Regions from separate parts of the Mus musculus genome. Here all the other regions are linked to region 3. The links are chromatin contacts, called in public ChIA-PET, Hi-C and HiChIP or PLAC-seq maps. All regions are on one chromosome and are shown on one strand. Each heading gives the region's core, a stretch centred on a gene start, on an enhancer-like site or on the middle of the called end of the contact. The rest is flanking DNA. Distances are from core to core; before and after follow the strand shown. Region 1 has its middle 13 kb from the start of Gm33538. Region 2 overlaps Map4k3 (mitogen-activated protein kinase kinase kinase kinase 3). Region 3 holds the start of Thumpd2 (THUMP domain containing 2). Region 4 holds the start of Map4k3 (mitogen-activated protein kinase kinase kinase kinase 3).

What was found. A called contact is a pair of places that touch in the nucleus more often than the background predicts. ChIA-PET counts read pairs in DNA pulled down with a chosen protein or histone mark. HiChIP or PLAC-seq counts read pairs in DNA pulled down with a chosen protein or histone mark.
Region 1: a contact with region 3 is called in an RNA polymerase II ChIA-PET map of memory CD8 T cells, with 8 read pairs. The contact joins the enhancer-like site here to the promoter of Thumpd2 in region 3. A contact is called at or near these places in 1 of 39 promoter capture datasets (the C10 cell line), 1 of 484 Hi-C or Micro-C datasets (CD4 T cells), 4 of 115 datasets of contacts at active chromatin or transcription factors (bone marrow-derived macrophages, embryonic stem cells, memory CD8 T cells and 1 more) and 2 of 9 other capture datasets (liver and pancreatic islet).
Region 2: a FOXA1 HiChIP or PLAC-seq map of pancreatic cancer cells shows a contact between it and region 3. The contact joins the enhancer-like site here to the promoter of Thumpd2 in region 3. A contact is called at or near these places in 2 of 39 promoter capture datasets (cranial neural crest and hippocampal neurons), 1 of 484 Hi-C or Micro-C datasets (nephron progenitors), 6 of 115 datasets of contacts at active chromatin or transcription factors (bone marrow-derived macrophages, cardiomyocytes, embryonic basal ganglia and 3 more) and 1 of 9 other capture datasets (pancreatic islet).
Region 4: a Hi-C map of pre-B cells shows a contact between it and region 3, with 2.2 times the contacts expected there. The contact joins the promoter of Map4k3 here to the promoter of Thumpd2 in region 3. A contact is called at or near these places in 15 of 39 promoter capture datasets (the 3T3-L1 cell line, 3T3-L1-derived adipocytes, the HPC-7 cell line and 11 more), 18 of 484 Hi-C or Micro-C datasets (CD4 T cells, LSK cells, Sertoli cells and 12 more), 19 of 115 datasets of contacts at active chromatin or transcription factors (the NIH/3T3 cell line, astrocytes, bone marrow-derived macrophages and 12 more) and 3 of 9 other capture datasets (adipose tissue, liver and macrophages).

What each region holds. Positions count from the first base shown.
Region 1 is chr17:80,771,041-80,773,801 of GRCm38.p6, forward strand. No RefSeq gene overlaps it. Among named protein-coding and RNA genes, the nearest start is that of Gm33538, 13 kb to the right of the region's middle. Within about 2 kb of position 1,376, at least 107 of the 459 cell types and tissues checked have an H3K27ac peak or open chromatin away from gene starts, as enhancers often do. A contact at or near this core is called in bone marrow-derived macrophages and memory CD8 T cells, where this site is marked.
Region 2 is chr17:80,707,626-80,710,347 of GRCm38.p6, forward strand. The region is part of intron 1 of Map4k3 (mitogen-activated protein kinase kinase kinase kinase 3); the gene reads right to left. Among named protein-coding and RNA genes, the nearest start is that of Map4k3, 19 kb to the right of the region's middle. Within about 2 kb of position 1,371, at least 34 of the 459 cell types and tissues checked have an H3K27ac peak or open chromatin away from gene starts, as enhancers often do. A contact at or near this core is called in hippocampal neurons, pancreatic cancer cells and pancreatic islet, where this site is marked.
Region 3 is chr17:81,063,379-81,066,440 of GRCm38.p6, forward strand. It overlaps Thumpd2 (THUMP domain containing 2), which reads right to left and starts at 1,707. Exons shown (of 10, transcript NM_028138.1): 1 at 1,557-1,707. The coding sequence starts at 1,682.
Region 4 is chr17:80,726,681-80,729,465 of GRCm38.p6, forward strand. Map4k3 (mitogen-activated protein kinase kinase kinase kinase 3) reads right to left here and starts at 1,345. Exons shown (of 34, transcript NM_001290345.1): 1 at 1,114-1,345. The coding sequence starts at 1,209. It also overlaps the pseudogene Gm9959.

The DNA.
Region 1 (2,761 bases), core at 126-2,625, 290 kb before region 3:
TTGAAGGATGAACTGAAGGCGAGGGGGAAAGTTGCTTCTGTAAGCTTTGTTTTCCTCAGATGTGAGAAGTTTGCTAGCAGAATGAGAAAAGATACATGCTGCTTGCCTCAAACCTTTTGGCTGTTAGACTTAGTTATTAACACCGTGGACAAGTATTACAAAGATGAGCGCATTCTTCATTTCATTGTTTGAGACTCTAAATCTTTTCTGTTTGTTCATTTTGTTTTTTGAGACAGGGATTCTTTATATAGCCGTGGCTGTAGACCAGACTGGCCTCTAACTCACAGAAATCCCACTGTCTCTGCCTCCCGAGCACTAGCGTCAACTCAACTAAATTAATAACATTTAAAAATTGCCACAATTTCTTTACCCGCTTGTCAATGAATTTTTAAAACTGTCATTAAACAATCTTTTTGTTGTTGTTATGTGCTTTGAGACAGAGTCTCACCATGTAGGTCAGGCTGGTCTTGAACTCACAATGTGGCTGTGAACTAGAAGTGATCCTCCTGTCTCAGCCTTTTGAATTTTGGAGTTGCAAGCTGGCTTTACCACACTTGGCCATTTTCTATCTTACAAACAGTGCAGAAGGATCTTTTCTGTATCTTCTCCTGGGTATGGCATCATCAGGTTTTATCTCCAAGCTCCAGAAAAGACTTCTTACTTTGATAGTAAACCAACCTGACTAGTCATTTAAGAGAGATAAATAGGGGGCTGGAGACATGGCACAGTGGTTAGAGCACTGGCTGCTCTTCTAGGGGACCTGGGTTCAATTCTCAGCACTCACATGGTAGTTCACAGCTGTTTTATTAACACCAGTGCCCGGGGGATCTGATGTCCTCTCCAGGATTTCTTGGGCACTGAACACACATGAAAGCAAAATACCCATACACATAAAAATTAATTAAAAGAGTGGGTAGGCTGAATAATTTCTGGAATAAAGGGAATGTCAGAAACAGAGTGCACAAATGGACAATGAAACAGTTAAGTTGCTTACAGGGTGTCGATGCTTGCGATGTGTGTTTTGTGTGTTCCTGTGTGTAGGTAGTTTGGGGGCGGGGGGTGGGGGGAATCTCGATTTTGTAAATTTCCAGAAAAACATCTATGAAAACATTGTTTTCCCATTTGGGTATTGAATTCTTTATCAACCATTAGATTGGCCAAGTCTGTCAATTCTTTTAATCTGGGACAGTGGAATTCTGTTCTGTTGAAATTGCCAATAAAATTAAACAATTCCAGTAAATCACTTGGGCTAATGTTTGGCAAAATGTACAAGCAAGAGCTTCACTATTGTTAATTAATTCTAACTGTGGCCCCTCTCATTTATAGCACATGCTTTGGTATGTATGTGAGAGATCCCTTTTACTAGATAGCACATCGGCAACCCAGTTCAAAAAAGGCACCCCAAAACGTATACATTAAAGTTAATCACATAAAGGAAAATCCTTGCGTGGCCTCTACTTATGAAGGCGTGAGATATTATAGGTATACTTTTAACGAGTGTGCAAAGACCATTGTAAGAATGTCTTTTCCCACTGAGGGCTCTGTTTATTATGAATAAAATGTCACATGCATGACGGGTGTCTGGTTTCATTTCTCCAAAACATCTTTCCGGTAGTAGATCTGAGGCAGCTGTGGTTAACCAAAGTATAAACCCTGTGAGGTCTACCAAAACTAGTGTGTATTTACATTCTGACTCACAGTGTCTGCCAGGCATTAATCATAGGGGGGACAAGTAATACTGCTCAGGGTTCACGATTTAATCTTCAATTCACTGCTTTGTAAGTTTGCTGCAGCCCGTGGGAAGGCGCACTGTTGGTTGAAGTTTGCCATCTGCATTGCTGCAATTTCTCCTCACTTGCCACTTTGTGGTGGTTTTGAAAACCCCTTGAAAAAAAAAGCTCTGCACATAGACGCCTCCTGGAAAGGGATTCACCCTGAATGCATTTCACACTTGCGCTGGCACCTTCAGATCAGAGAGCTCCTTCTAATATGTGACTGTCGTGGTGTTACGTGCTATTTTAAAAATCGTGAAAGAGCAGTTTCCAAATATGGGCAACCACTTCCAGGGAAGAGTCAACTGGAGTGTTTAATTAAATGAAGGCACTAGGTTTTTATTACGCTGTCACTGGATATTTGAATAACTAGCTGCAAGTGAGTTCTGTTTGTACAAAAGTGCTCTGGTAATCGTGTTGTTCCTGGGCAAAGCGGAATGGAATGGTCACGTCTCTGTTACTAGAACAAATTAAAGCTTGAAGCACTAAGCAGCACTCACAGAGGAATGAAAAACCTTTCAGCCATGAGCAGCTTTCTTTTCCCACCAGAATGATTGGGTAATTGACTCAACTAGTTTTTTTTCTTCTAGTCACTGTGCTGCCATTTAAATGTTCCTTCCTCCAAAATAGGTTGAAATGTAATTGCCATTATGATGGTATAATGAGGTGGGACCTCAGGGTGACTAGATCACAGCATCCCTGTCCTATCAAGGCCTTGATGAAGGCAGAAAATCCCTTATAAAAGGGAGGAGCCAACACCTTCCACCATGGAAGGACATAGTGGGAAGGCCTTTGCTGGATGCTAGTATCATGTTCAAGAACATCATAGCTTTCAGAATTATGATCCAGATAAATTACTATTTTTATAAATTACCTAGGTTGTTGGTTTTCTTCTTCTCATACCAGCAGAAAATGGACTAAGAGCCATTAGGAAATTACTTAATGATTATGACTTCTTCTCCTCAAGTGAACAATACTGAGATATCTAT
Region 2 (2,722 bases), core at 121-2,620, 360 kb before region 3:
CTGCCATTCCGCCTCACTTCCTGGGGGGATCTTAAATTGTCTAGATTGTTTCCAAACCCCCAATTCCTTAGAAAAACAAAAACCTTTTAAAAAATATATACAAGAAGCAACAGTGCAGGTTGCGGAGGTCCACGGTCTACACACCCGCTCCTGTCAGTCTGGCTGTCTGTCTGGGCTCAACTCTAGTGTACTTCCTTACTGACTGTGGGGCCTTGGGAAGTCACTTACATTCCCCACAAATCCCTCTATCTGTAAGTTAGAATGAAGTACTCACTTCACAGCAATGCATTAACACTAAAATTGGTTACTATATGGAAACTGTATATTATATATAGAATATGTATACTGGAACTGAACAAATATGGGAGCCAGGTTTCTCCCTACTGAAGATGGGGGTGACAGATAGCAAAGGGAAGGCTGGCAGGAACCATCACGTACTAGAATAAAGAGACTATTATGAATTCAGTTAGGCTAAAATGCACAGAGATGGATACAGAACTATTTATATAGCTGGACATGGTAGAGCACACCTTTGAATCCAGCACTCAGGAGGCAGAGGCAGGCAGAGCTCTGTAATTTCAAAGCCAGTCTTGTGTACATAGCAAGACCTTGTCTCAAAAAACCAAAAAGTTTACAGGTACCTGTATTTACATGGCTCAGACACTTCACACACACACACACACACACACACACACACACACACCAGCTGAGAGAGAGCACCTAGAAGCAAGGCAGTCCAACAGCAAGGAACAGACCCAGAGCACAATTTTCAAGGTTTTTTGTTTTGCTTGTTTTGTGGAGGGGTAACGCAGGAGAGTGAGACCTGGGCGTCATGAAAGGAAGGCAAGCACTCTATACCTTGGTTGTCTGATACCAGTAAGAAGAACCATGGCTTATTGAGAAACGCCTGATTCTAGGCCACAGCAAAGCATTTACAGATGAGCCTAAGTATGTTGTCATGCCCAAAAATATTAAAAAATAAAATGCCAGAATGTGTTAAAAACAATATGGTGTGGATGTATAAAAAGACACAGAACAAACAGATGCAGTTAAATTCCAATGAAGTATGTAGCTGTGCACTGTAGCCATCAATCCACACTCATAAAGAAATTGAATAAGCAAACTGGGGACTAAATAGCACAGCAAGAATATGTATTTAGCATAGGTGACATCTGAGGCACAGCCCCAGCATCAACAACAAATACAGTTAACAGGGCAAAGGCACAGCTATACATAGTTACACCTGGCTTAAAAGTGGTGGCTGAAGCCTAACTGCCCATCCCCAGTATGAGACTTTCTTCCAAGGGGTGTGAAAGGCACGCCCTTGGAATCACAGCTATGAAGAGCTATGCACAGGCTGGGCAAACACTGGGTGCCAGGTGACAAATGTAAACACTGTGAGTGACAAGCCCCTGCTGACCACGCAGGCGGGCGGGCACCCTAGCTCCATGACTTCCATCTAACCTGCCACCTTCAAGGTCATTAAAACACAAAGAAAAAGTCTGCAAAACTGTTACAGGCCAGAGCAGTCCATGTAACCAAACCTGCTAGTGAACTGTATCGGTACCGGAGATGGGACCCTAGCACGGCAGAGAGGCACGGGCAGGGCAACAGTGAGGAGCAGTGGAGCAGCGTGAGGACTTGGTTGTAAGGAATGTATTATGGGAACTTGACAAAAGAAGAATCCGGAGAGGGAGCACGGGATAAAGTGAGCATCTCTTATGTGCGACTCAATCTGTACAATTCAAAAGAGATTTTAAAAAAAATCTCTTGTCTTAATCCTAATTAAACTATTTAAAATTTTAATGTTTTAAATCTTAGCCAGATAAACACCGAAGTCTTCCCTGAGTTCTGAGGCTCAGGGTACAGTAGACCAGGGGCCTAGCTAGACCTTGGGGTCAAGTACAGTGCCTGAAATGCATAGTTTTTGCAGAGAATGTTGCAAAAATTATACATCTTTACTCCAGGAAGTGAAACGTTACTTCCCTGATACTGCCCCAAAGCCTGCCAAAAGTGGCAAAACTTTATTCATAAAAAAACATTGCCTAAAGGGTCTTTTATATCACTTTTCATAAAAACAATGTAAATTGTTATGGAAATATTTCCTAAGTTTGATTCAAGTATTGCCTCATAATATGACAGAAAGTGTTTAAGAAACTCAACACAAACAATAAAACAAAAAGCAAAAATAGCAGCCCTGCCCAGCAATTTACAGAAACATCCAATTTTGGGTTTTGGGAGAAGAAAAGAGATTGTCAAACCTCCTGTAGCCACAGTTTTACTGGAAGAAGAAGAAAAAAAAATCTTTGCATCCAAAATCAAAGCATGTTCCATGATTCCCGGATTCCTGGCATGCGGGCTCCGTGCCAGCACTAACCAGAGCCGCAGTCCTCAGAATCGGCAGAGCGCTGGGGAAGAGAAATGACAGCGCTGCCAGCCTGGAAAGCCAGCACAGCTCTGCCGCAGGCCTTCCGCTCTTGCTCGGTTCTCAGCAGTGGGAGGACCAGAGGACTGGGATGGGGGTGAGGGACAAAAAACGAGCAAACAAACCAACACCCCAAGGAGCAGAGAGGGGAGAGAGCATCGTAATACTGGGGTCTGCGCTGCCCACACTTTAACTGCCTCTCAGGAGTAAGGGAGAGAGGAGACAGACAGGAGACCTAAAGGAGCACCAAGCCCAGCCCAGCTCTGCAAGCCAGCGAGTTTCCTGGGCTAACTCATT
Region 3 (3,062 bases), core at 457-2,956:
AACTGTCCGGTAAAACTGTCTGTCGTCTCCTCCTCCTCCTCTTCCTCCTTCTCTTCTTCCTTCTCCTCTTCCTCCTCCTCCTCTCTCTGCCCCTGTTCAAGTAGCTTCCCTTTCCTCTCTCTTCTCTTGTGAGTTGGGCATGTCCTTGTTCTGTGAAATCTTTCTCTGATTCGTCACCTTGTCTGCCATTCAATTAGACATCACTTTCAAACATGGCTGCCTCCTTCTACAAACTAACTTGACTTTCATTGTTTGGGCTTAAAGATGTGTGCTAAGGGCATGCCTGTATTCCAGCCAGATGGATTAAAGGTATGTGCTAAGGGCTGAGCCAGACCACAAATAGAAACATGTTTGTTTGTTTTTGTTTTTTCAGTAAATAGCACAATCTTGGGGTTCACAGTGTGATCAAGTGCCCTGCAACATGTATATGCCCACATGTGGCTGGGTTGGACATTATATAGTTATGCTTGATTTCAGAATCTGAATATCACCAACATCATTTTGTAATTGTGTAACTTGAATACATCACTGGATTCACCTGGTTAAGACTGGGTATTAGTCTTGTAGAGGAACCATGTTTGCATCCTAGCACCCACGCAGGGCAGCCCACAATCACCAGTTACTCCAGCTCCAGGGAGATGAGCTGATGGTTCACGCTTTCACTAGTATGAGAACACACACAATTAAAACCAAAACAAACAAACAAAAAAACCCAACAAACTTTAAATCCTTGATGAATGCGGAGGTTATTATTTAGATATTTAATTTAGATTAAATTTATTTAGATTAAATGCTAGTCTTGGCAACTCTCCCCACTGCACCTGCACCTCTATCATCTCCATCTGCATCTCCACCATCTCCATCTGGATCCTCACCGTGGCAGAGACTCCTTTTGTGGGCTTCGAACACTGCTCCCCAGAGGCGAACAGCTAGTTTGGTTTTAGCAAGCTTCCCCTTTCCAAGAACATGTCACACACAAAAGTCCCGACCTATCCTATTACATCCTTTCCCTGTGTTTTCAAGAACTCAGTTTGCACATCCTGGTACGTTTGGAATTTGTTCACTAGTCACTCATTGAAACGCACGGGTAGCAGGGGAGAGTTCTTGTTCTAGCTTCTGTTTACCACGTGTGTTGTGGGTGTACTGGGCATGTCTCACAGTCCTCCTACAATGTAAAACCCAAGCTTGTCAAGTAACAAGACTCAAACAAGTAAGCCCGGGAAGTATATCTGCATTTAAGGTATAAAGGAAGGATTCTAACTCTAGCTATTGCCATGTCATAGTTTCTTTTTAAGGAATCCCAGACAAAAGTGGCTTCCGCACCCCTCTGTTTAAAACTTTGGCTGTGACAGATATACAGTGACCATACTGGATAAAGAACGAAACCACCAGAGCAGCCGGTTGCTCTCAGCAGTCATCAAAGGTCCCGGATGGGGCCCACTGCACGCCAAGGATGGGGTGCTCACAAGTCCTTCCCGGGCCTGAGCCCCACGCTGGTGCCAAGAGGGGACCCGGGGCGAGCGTGGCTCCCCCCGAGCACGGTGAGCCCGACTCACCTGCGTGGCTTCCAGCCGCGCGCGCACCTCCCGCATCAAGAACGGCTCCAGGCCGCGGCCCGCGGTGCAGAAGAACCGGGCGCCGCCAGCGGGGTCAGAACCCGGGTCTGCCTGGGCTACAGCCATGGCGCTCAGGCGCGACCCCGAGACCCGGTCACGTGAGCTCGGGAGCGCGCCTGGGAGCCTTCAGTGGAACGCGCACCGGAGCGTCGCCTTTGCAGGCCCGCCCTCTATGGGGCGTCCCGGAAACTACAGCGAGCCTCCTGCAGCCAGGCATCTCTGATTGTCAAGGGTCCTGGGGATGCTGTCCTTACTGTCTTCATCTAAGACTGGGCCGAACCGGTGAACTCAGGATCAAGAGAAGAAATTCTTGTTCTCCAGCAAAATGTCTTTGTGTTCCCGACACTTGTTACATTTCTTGAATCTGGCCAATCACATAGGTAAATAATGAATGTGCCATCCAGTTTAGTCTAATCGATTTGAGCTAGTGACGGTATTTGAATGGTTTTTTTTTTTTTTAAAGAAAAACCTCTTGAGTTTTAAAATGACAAAATTTGATATAGATAGAATAAAAATCTATCTCTAATTCAACAACATTAAATTAGCTATGTAGTTCTATATTGAATCAGATATTAGAAACTGTTAGAGGAATATTTCTCCAGGTCCAGAAATGAATGCCAGTGGGTAACTGACATTCTCTTGCCCCTTAACCAGTGGTCAGCTCCTGAAGGGTTGGGGCAGTAGAGCCAAGTTCCTTATGGAGTCCCGTCACCTGAGCGTTTCCAAAGGTCAGCTCTAAGTTGTTTCATTTGGTGGCTCACCCTAGACCTGTCCCCAAAAATTAAAAATAAAAGAGGGACAACACCTGAGGAAGGATACCTGAGGTTGTCTTCTGGCCTCTATGTGTACACATGCACATGTACGCCGCACACATATTTTCCTGCATATACATACATGTGCGTGCATACACACATACATACATAGTCTGTACTAAAAAAATAGTCTCAGATGCCTTCAGATGAATTTAACTTACCCAGCTGCAATCTGCCATTTGAATATTACTTATTCAACATCGAGGAAGTTGGAAGTCAACAGAAACAATTTTAGAACGGACAGACTTTAATTCTCTTTCATGTTTGTCAGTTCTGTATATTTCTATAATAAATTTTAGTCATTTTTATCTCACCTCAAGATGCACATTTAAACTGGAGTAGCTGTGAGACATTTGCTTCACAGTTTCTCCCTGTTTTGATGTGATTGTCGATTCCCTTAATTTCAAAGGTGTTTAATGCATGCAATTGACTATCAGAATGCAGATGTTTTAGGCTGCGAAATTCCTGGGGAGATGATAGTTTCATTCATCCGGATACCATAGTCATACACAGGCTTACTCTCGGTAGGTAATAAGTTAGTTTGGTGCTGAATTGGATGCAATTCATTGGCATAAGACTAAAAGAAAGACCAACACAGGAAGTCTCTCTCAGCTAGGAAGATTGCTATAATTGC
Region 4 (2,785 bases), core at 95-2,594, 340 kb before region 3:
CTGCTAAGTTATACACTGGAGTTATGCTCCACACACCTTTGTCAACAGAGGAAAGTGTGGTGCTATGTGATCATTCACAAAAGCCAAGCAGATCACTCACAAAAGACCTGAGGTATTGGCTAACTTACCTTATGCGTTCCATTGAGGCAAGAATAAAAAGCCCATTGCTTTAGCGTGGGCAAAAATAAAGTGAAAACTAAACTTTCCAAGTCATACTCTGGGCATCCTCAGGTGTTCTGGAAAACAGGAGCCCAACTTCAGTTACCATGTAAGTAGATAGGCAACTAAATCAAGACTGCTGCCACCTTTGGCACTATCCGCCTCCCTTCTTGGCAGACTCCGCGAGGCCAAGAGTTTTACTGGCCAGGGAAGAACGATTTATCCTCCCACATTTAGAAGCGATCCCTCTGCAACAGAAACGCTGTCCTGCTAAGGAGCTCTGAATTCTAACCTTGTCAAACCAATACTCTTCCTAGATACTCGACTCTCACACACACACAAGAAAGAAAAAGAAAAGGAAAAATATCTGATTCCTATGTGTCACTGACAAAAACAAACCCCATTATCCAATTCTTTTTGGAGGAAAAAAAAAAAACCTCGAAGTTGCTGTCTTGCCTCCAAAAACCCATCTCTTTTTACAAAACATGACTACTTGGAAAATTACAAGGAACTGACAAGCAGATGTTAAGAGGCTAAAGGCTAAAGCACGGGCAGATGTTAAGAGGCTAAAGGCTAAGCTGTCGATGGAGGCTGCCCAGCGTTAGGACAGATCCAGCAGGCCCGGGCGGACAGTAGCTCCCAGCCACCGGGGCCTATGATCCCAGGTCCCGGAGAGGCACGTAGGTTTGTCAAGCGCCAAGCCCCAGCACCGGGGTTCGTCACACAGACCCTGCCCAGGCAACAAGCGCCCAGCCCCGCTCCGCCCTCCCAGGAACGCAGCGGCTCCGGCCGCAGCCCTTCCCGGGACTGCACGCAGGAGAGCCTGGGAGGGTCAGAGACCCGCGCGTCCCGGGCACAGCTCCGGCGAGGACGCCGAGGGCTGAGGTCCCCACGCCTGCCTCTTTGTTCCGTCCCCCGCGGCGCAGGCCCCGGCTCGGCCGCCCCTGCCCTCACCTTGTAGACGTCGCCGTAGGTGCCGCTGCCGATGCGCTGGATCAGCTCGAAGTCCTCCTGCGGGTTCCGGCGGGACAGATCGAAGCCCGGGTTCATGGCGGGCCCCGGGTGCCCCCCACCTCCCTCCCGGCCCGGGGAGGGGGGGCGCTCACGGGGGCCGCACGGAGGGAGCGCCCGCGGCCGGCCCGGCTCCGCCGCCGGTCACAATCGCCCGGCTGCACGCCGCGGCCGCCGCCGACCACGACGAGCCGCCCGGCGTCCCCGCCCCCCGCCGCCGCGCCGAGCCGGGTCACACCCACCAGGAGAGGAGCGCGCCCGCAGCCCCTCGCTCGGGGTGCAGTTCCAACATGGCTTCCGCCCGCCGCTCCGCTCCGCCCGCCCGCACGCCCTCCCTCCGGTTCCCGGCCCCGCTCGCCACTGCGCAGCCGCCATCCCGGAGGCCGCGCGCTCCCGGCGGGCCCTGCGCGCCCCCGGCTCGCGCGCCCGGTCGGGACACGCCGGACGCGCCAGACTCCGGGTAACAAAGTTGGACTCGCTGCTTGTGGTCCCAGCCCCAGCCCCAGCAGGTAGTAGTTGCCACGCACAAGACGGTATTCCCCAACTTTCTAAGAGCAAGTACATCCGAGAGCCCCGACCCTTTCTTCTAGGTTTAGGGGAGGAGGTCCCCATCAGAAAGGTGAGAAAGACCCTCGGGGGACAGTGACACTTGGGCTCTTGGGGTTGGCTTGACAGGGGTGCAGAGAGAACAAGGGGCGGGGAGAAATCCGTGGAGGGAGTGGGCGGGAAGCAGTGCAGAACCAAAGCCGTGATTGACCTCTGTCCAGGGAGAAGGCTGGATTTTTCAAAGCCCGGGGCGGGGACTACGCAAGCTGTCTGACAACCCTGAGACGAGGGTGGTTGCAGAGGGTGTGGCCTGGACAGGGATCTATTCCCACACCTGAAATGTAAACACGTGACCATCCGGAAGCTACGTAGCCGCGACATTACCTGCCCAGAGCTCCACCCAGCATAAGATCCAGATAACCAGCATTACGTCCAGACTGCTAAAAGTTAGCTAAGAAAGGACTTAGGCAGTGGAAGGGTCAATGTTGAGTTCTTAGTAAACTTAACTACTACCCATTTCCAAAAGCTGTAGCGAGGTCCACTCTGGCGCTCTGTTGGATATTTTGCTTTAAAAATGCTTTTCTAATCTCTTTAGGGACCTAAAGACTAATGTGCCTTAATGTCCAATTCCTTCTCAGAAACTTGGTCTCATCAAACCTTAAAACCTTTCTATCATGTTACTTACAGTAAACTTACCTATTGACTAAATTCCCAAATTGTGTGCTCCAAACCATACGTGGAGTCATCCAAGCACTTTAGTTATCCCAAAGCATCAGATTGTGACAGGGTTGCAATTCTGCCCCAGGAGTGCACGTCACAGGATTAATTGAGGATAAACCTTAAGGCTGTGCTATCCTGAGCTCCTCGGGACGAGGCATGGTTTTCCCCGCTTCCTCCCGGTGGAAGGCACTTGCAGGGGCTGAGGAGCAGGCCTGCCTTCTGCCTGTGCTGTGGGCGGAGAACTGTTTGTCTTCTTTAGGCTAAACAGGCAGATAATTCTGGATTCAGATAAGGAAATGGAAGTCTCTCAAAGCAGGACCTGCTCTGCTTGCTTTCTCTGCCCTTTTGT